2 separate regions of the Mus musculus genome follow, and region 1 is linked to region 2. A link is a contact called in public HiChIP or PLAC-seq data. All regions are on one chromosome and are shown on one strand. Each heading gives the region's core, a stretch centred on a gene start, on an enhancer-like site or on the middle of the called end of the contact. The rest is flanking DNA. Distances are from core to core; before and after follow the strand shown.

Region 1 (2,700 bases), core at 179-2,678, 82 kb after region 2:
CCTCCCAAAGTCTCTGGATAGTTAGAGTCTAGAGACACGGCTTTGCACGGCACTTCTCAAACTGTATTACCCTCGAACACTATGGTGTTTCCAGGGCTAAGACAGCAGTTCCCTCGAATACATGGAGAAATGACTAGAAGGACTGTGTCAGCTCCACATTTCAGCTCAGAAACTTTGAAAATAAAACAGCCATGGCACCTGCTACTCGTCACCAAGAGCAGTGGAAAGCAACCGTGCGAGCAAATGCAGTTCGAGCAAAAGCTGTAGAAACCCACACACTGGCCTGCTTTGGCCCTGCTTCCCCTCCCAGGTGCTGTTTGCTGCCTGGAATTTCAGATGGCGAGATAGTCTCCTGTTCTCTAACAGCAGATTTGCTCCCCATTTGTCTAAAGGGACCCACTGAGTCTATGTTTACCGCATCAGTCCCTCAGACATTCTTGGCCACTTGAGTTATCATTTTAGTGAGAAAAAATGGGGAGGGGAGGTAAGTATACAAAATAATGCTTTAATGACATTTTCATACATACACTCAATTGTTCTTCATTCACACATGCCCCTTGATCACCTTACTCCTCCCTGCCATAAGTCCACTTCCTCCCCTAAATAGTCCATTTCTGGAGTGTGTGTATTTTGTATGTATGTGTGTGTACGTGCACATTCTAGTCTATCTGTCCTAGCTGAATTGGTGGCCTCCCCTCACTAAACAAACAAACCAACAAATGAAAATACACTGGGCCTCTAGCTCCAGTACCATACACATTGGAGTTGAGGCCATCACAGAACAAGTTGTGTAAGTCAGCCTGTCAGAGTGTAGCAGCTAACCAGTGTCCTTAGAAGGAGAATGTGGACACAGATAGAGAGGATAGGTTCTGAAGATACACAGAGAAGGCGTCCATTTAAAGCCAAGAAAGGAGGTCTCAAATAAACCAACAAACTAAAAACAAAAAACAAACAAAAAAATCTTGATCTTGGTCTTTCAACCTCTGGAACATGAGAAAAACATTCTAGTAAGCAATGCAGACTGGGTGGGGTATTGCTTATACCCCTCAAGGCCTCCTCGCCTCACAACAGCCTGACCCACAGCTTCTACCAAACCTCCTTCTCTAAGCAAGTTCCCTGCCTTGGTGAGTGTCCTACATCTCTGGCTGGAAAGGTGGAGGATCAAATTCCAAAAATGCACCACAGCGCACACATTGTGTCCTCCTTATTAGACCCCCCCCCCCCCCGCCCCAGGCCCAAAGACGATAAGGAACGGTGACCCTGAAATTCTGCTAATGTGGTCGAGAGGCTGCGGTCCAGCCAGTGGGCACTGGCTGCCTTTAGAAGGCCTGATAGGAAATTAAAAGTGAAAGGCAAGTTTGAAGGTGGGAGGAGCCAAGATGTGACACTCTACCTCAAAATTGTCTTAGGGCGGTGCTGGCTCTGGCCCCTTGCTGAGACAGTGGTTTCTACAGAGAAGAAAGCATCTGCAAGGGGCTCCCTGGGTGGCTCGGCCCCTCGGAGGGCCCCTGCCTCACCCAGCCAGGCATCCCTCCCACGCTGTTCCCTCCCAGAAGCCCTCTAGGAGCTGGGGTACAGCTGCTCCGAATTAACACCCGAAGTTCTGTTGGGTATAGAGGATAAAAGGCGCGCTGTTAAGAACGACCCCTTGGGCAGCGGGGAGGCGGTGGCTTTCCTGAAGAGAAGCCGGGGAGGTGGAAGACTTGCTAGAGTAGGTAGCAAAGACGGACCTGTAACTCCCGAATCTAGGGGAAGAGGCAGATCTGCAGCTGATTAGCCACGGCCCTCTGAAGCTTCACCACCATCACTGGCCCAAGACTATGAGAGTTCAGAAATCCCAGCATGCAACGGTCCCAGGGTTGGGCCAGACAGTAGAATTGGCTGGCTCATTTGTCTGTCAGTTGATATTGGATGTCCTATCTCAGTTTCCCCAGAGAGTGTTGGATTAAAGGACAATTCACCCGAAATCTGTCTCAGTGCACCACCTGTTTGTTGAACCTGAAAAGAATATTATTTAAGACATCAGTGGCAGCAAGGAATGAGGAAGTCTCTGACTTCGATGGCCAAGGAGAGAGCACAACCATTCTCTGCAGCAGGGACCCCTGTGAGGAATGGGCCTAAGATGACTGTGGGCTTACAATGGCAACGGTGAAGTGATAATACATTTAAACATTTTTCTCAGCTGAAATGGGTAATACTCCCGTTATGGATAATGCTAGTGTTTCGAGCATATGTCTGGGCTCAGCATGATACATAAACAGTGGGTTCATGACTGAGCCCAGAGTTGCAAAGGCCAGTCAGTACTCAGCGTGCACTCTAAGCATGCTTTCTGTCTCCTGGGCAGGTGTCAACTTTCCTAATGCTGCTACTTTTTAATACAGTTCCTCAAGTTGTGTTGACCCCCCCCCACCATAAAATTATTTTCATTGCTACCTCATAACTGTAATTTTGTTACTGTTATGAATGGTAATGATAATATCTGATATGCAGGATATCCAGATATGTGACCCCTGTGAAATGGTCCTTCCACCCCCCTCCTCCCCAACGGAGTTGAGAACCGACCTTTAAAGGATGGTTTCTTAGTGCTCCTTACTGAGGCAAAGGAGAAAGACAGGAAAATTCCACGGACCTGGGAGAGAAAGGAGCCCGCACCCTGGAATTACTGAAGCCTCTTGCTAGCTGGGAAATCAAACGTTAATA
Region 2 (2,700 bases), core at 191-2,690:
TAAGAGAGGGTAAGAGGTAATCCAGGCACCAAAGCTTGGATTTCAAAGACCCTCTTGTGAAAGAAAAATTGAAAATCACTTGGGGACATTTAGTACCCAAACATGAGAGAACAGAAATGCTCAAACGCGTTCAATACTCAAGTAAGAAAGGTGAAGCAGAAGTCAGCCTTCCTGCAAAAGACTCAGAAATGCCCACGGGGGAGGGTATGAAGTCAGACAGTAGTACTTTAATCACGCCAGATGCCTCCCTCCTTATGCTTCCTAGTGACAGCAATTCCTAGAAGTACTTCTAACAGTTTAGAAGTGGGTATCTGAAGTGAGGCATTGGGGGTTTCCTCTTCCTGGGTGGGAGTGTATGGCCGCACCGGCATTCAGTTCCAAGTCAGGTATCAGCGAAGCAGGTGGTTGGAAGGAAAGGAAGCACATCTGCATGGTGCGCTGCGTCACAGGCGTCTGCATGGTGGGCTGCGTCACAGGCATCTGCATGGTGCGCTGCGTCACAGGCGTCTGGATGGAGCGCTGCGTCATGGATGTCTGGATAGAGCGCTGTGTCATGGATGGCTGGATGAAATGTTGTGTTACTGGCATCAGGATGGAGGGCCATATCACGGGTGTCTGCATTGAGCAGTGCATCACGGGCGTCTGGACGAAGTGTCATATCACAGGATAGAGCACTGTATCAGAGAAAGTCTCCCATCTCATATCATCTCTTCCGTCCCAAAAGCAAGTGGACCCAGGGCTGGGGATGAAGCAGGCATGAAAGCCTGGGTTCAGGCCCCAGCATCACATCGAGCAGGCCTGGCAGTACATGCCTGTGACTCCAGCACTCAGGAGGCAGAAGCAAGAGTGTCTGAAGTTAGAGGTCAGCCTCTGCTGCTATATAGTGAGTTTGTGATCAGCATGGGCCTGTCTCAAAAGCCAAAAACAGTGGACCCTGAAATGTCACTCAATAAATGCCTGTTGATAAGTGTTTACAGACACGGCCAGCTTTTTCTAAGAACTCACTCGATTAGTCACTATAACGCTAGAGACTTGGTTACCTGATTTACCTTAAAAGAAATTTCTGGTCTAGGCAGTAGTGGCACACCTTTAATCCCAGCATTCAAGAGCAGAGACAGGCTGAGTCTGTGGCTAGCCTGGTCTACAGAGTGAGTTTCAGGACAGAGAAACTAGAAGCTGGCGTTAAAGACTCTGGGGACTCCTTTATTCATCTTGAAGAGCCCAGCAGGGTGGGTCATGCAATCACTGTCTCGTCTTCTGTGGGAACTGGGGGGAAGGGCAGGAATGAAAGTTGGGGAAACAGCACATTTTGGTGACTCAGTATGGTTCAGGAGGGGCGACTCAGCAGAGACCTCAGCCTGAAGAGCACAGCTGTGAAGCACACCCAGCTGGGGGACAGACAGCTCCAGCACACTCTCTCACAGTGCTTGATTTCAACCACAAGATGGCAGACGACGGCTCTCAGATTCTCCACTGCCTTGGCCTGGTGGCACTTAGAAATCTAGGGAAAGCAAGCTCCGTGCTTCTTTCCAACAGCAGCAATGACTCTTGTCACCAAGTTGCTACAAGCTACACCTATGAGACGGGAGGTTTTTAGGGTGTGACCCCTGCTTTTGTATGAAATGTAGAGAAACTTAACTTTCTATTTGTTTTGATCACAAACTACAGGATATAGAAAACTATCCAATGCCATTTGTTATTATTTATGGGTTTGAAAAAAAAAAGTTATTGACTCTGAGTCAAAGGCATAAACTTGATCTCTGGGAAGATAGATGACCTCAGGAAAGAACTCCCCCGAGTCTTAGTTTCTTCCGTGATACCAGAAAGTAGGACTTGAATGAGCTGGAAGAGATTCCAGAAACCAAGCCATGAAAAGAACTTGCACGAGAAGGCAGCAGGCTGAAAAGAATGGAGCTGGGTACCATGTGGGTCATGGGCTGTTTCTTTCAGCCTACATCCTTAGGGGAATGGGCTGTTCCACGTGGCCAATTTTCCAGATAATTGAATTGTAAATGCTGAAATTTGTTTTCCTTTTAACTTTCTGCAATGGAAATCTTCTTAGAGAGCATGCTGAGTAAAATTTAACCTTTCGTTAATATCTCTAGGTCACCACCTATAGACTATATATATAGTCTTGCATGGAGTACTAGGTGCCTCTGGGCACACATGCAGGGAGACAAGACCCTGTGCTAAGCGGCCCCAGGGACCATATTATAAAGCTATAATTGGAGAATCTTCCTTTCTCTCTGTCTCCTACTACATCACCACCTGCAGTCATTTCTCCAAGTAACACCTTCTCATACCCTCTTGACACTCTGCCTAAATCTGCTTTAATCCAGACAGAACTCAAGGTTGCCATGGGTAACCAGTCTAAGATTGTACCAACCCTAAATTTATTTTTACACATGATTTGGAGGCAGAGGGGATTGAAGGCTGCTGCTGGCTAGGGCTGATACTCAGCTACTCTTTATTGCATGGCGTGTCTCTGTGCCATTTGGCCAGTCACCTTGAGTATGTCTGGCCTATATCTGCCCAGTGAGATTTTCTTCTGGGATCGTACAGACTCCTCATACTCCAGGAACACATTGGCACTATCGTGGCTGGAGCACTTAAGACCCTATGCCTGTATGTGTCTTTGACTTAAGTGGCCAGCACCCAGACCATTGAAGCTACACAGTAAAATAGCTCACTGCTAATCCA

The links. HiChIP or PLAC-seq counts read pairs in DNA pulled down with a chosen protein or histone mark.
Region 1: a CTCF HiChIP or PLAC-seq map of CD8 T cells shows a contact between it and region 2, with 5 read pairs. The contact joins two enhancer-like sites. A contact is called at or near these places in 2 of 39 promoter capture datasets (liver and pre-B cells), 1 of 15 datasets of contacts at CTCF or cohesin (CD8 T cells), 5 of 484 Hi-C or Micro-C datasets (the G1E-ER4 cell line, the N1E-115 cell line, embryonic stem cells and 2 more) and 3 of 9 other capture datasets (adipose tissue, embryonic stem cells and pancreatic islet).

Annotation. Positions count from the first base shown.
Region 1 is chr15:12,666,518-12,669,217 of GRCm38.p6, forward strand. All of the region lies in intron 2 of Pdzd2 (PDZ domain containing 2), which reads right to left. Among named protein-coding and RNA genes, the nearest start is that of Gm41273, 16 kb to the left of the region's middle. Within about 2 kb of position 1,429, at least 60 of the 459 cell types and tissues checked have an H3K27ac peak or open chromatin away from gene starts, as enhancers often do. A contact at or near this core is called in CD8 T cells, where this site is marked.
Region 2 is chr15:12,584,886-12,587,585 of GRCm38.p6, forward strand. The region is part of intron 3 of Pdzd2 (PDZ domain containing 2); the gene reads right to left. Among named protein-coding and RNA genes, the nearest start is that of Gm41273, 65 kb to the right of the region's middle. Within about 2 kb of position 1,441, at least 22 of the 459 cell types and tissues checked have an H3K27ac peak or open chromatin away from gene starts, as enhancers often do. A contact at or near this core is called in CD8 T cells, where this site is marked.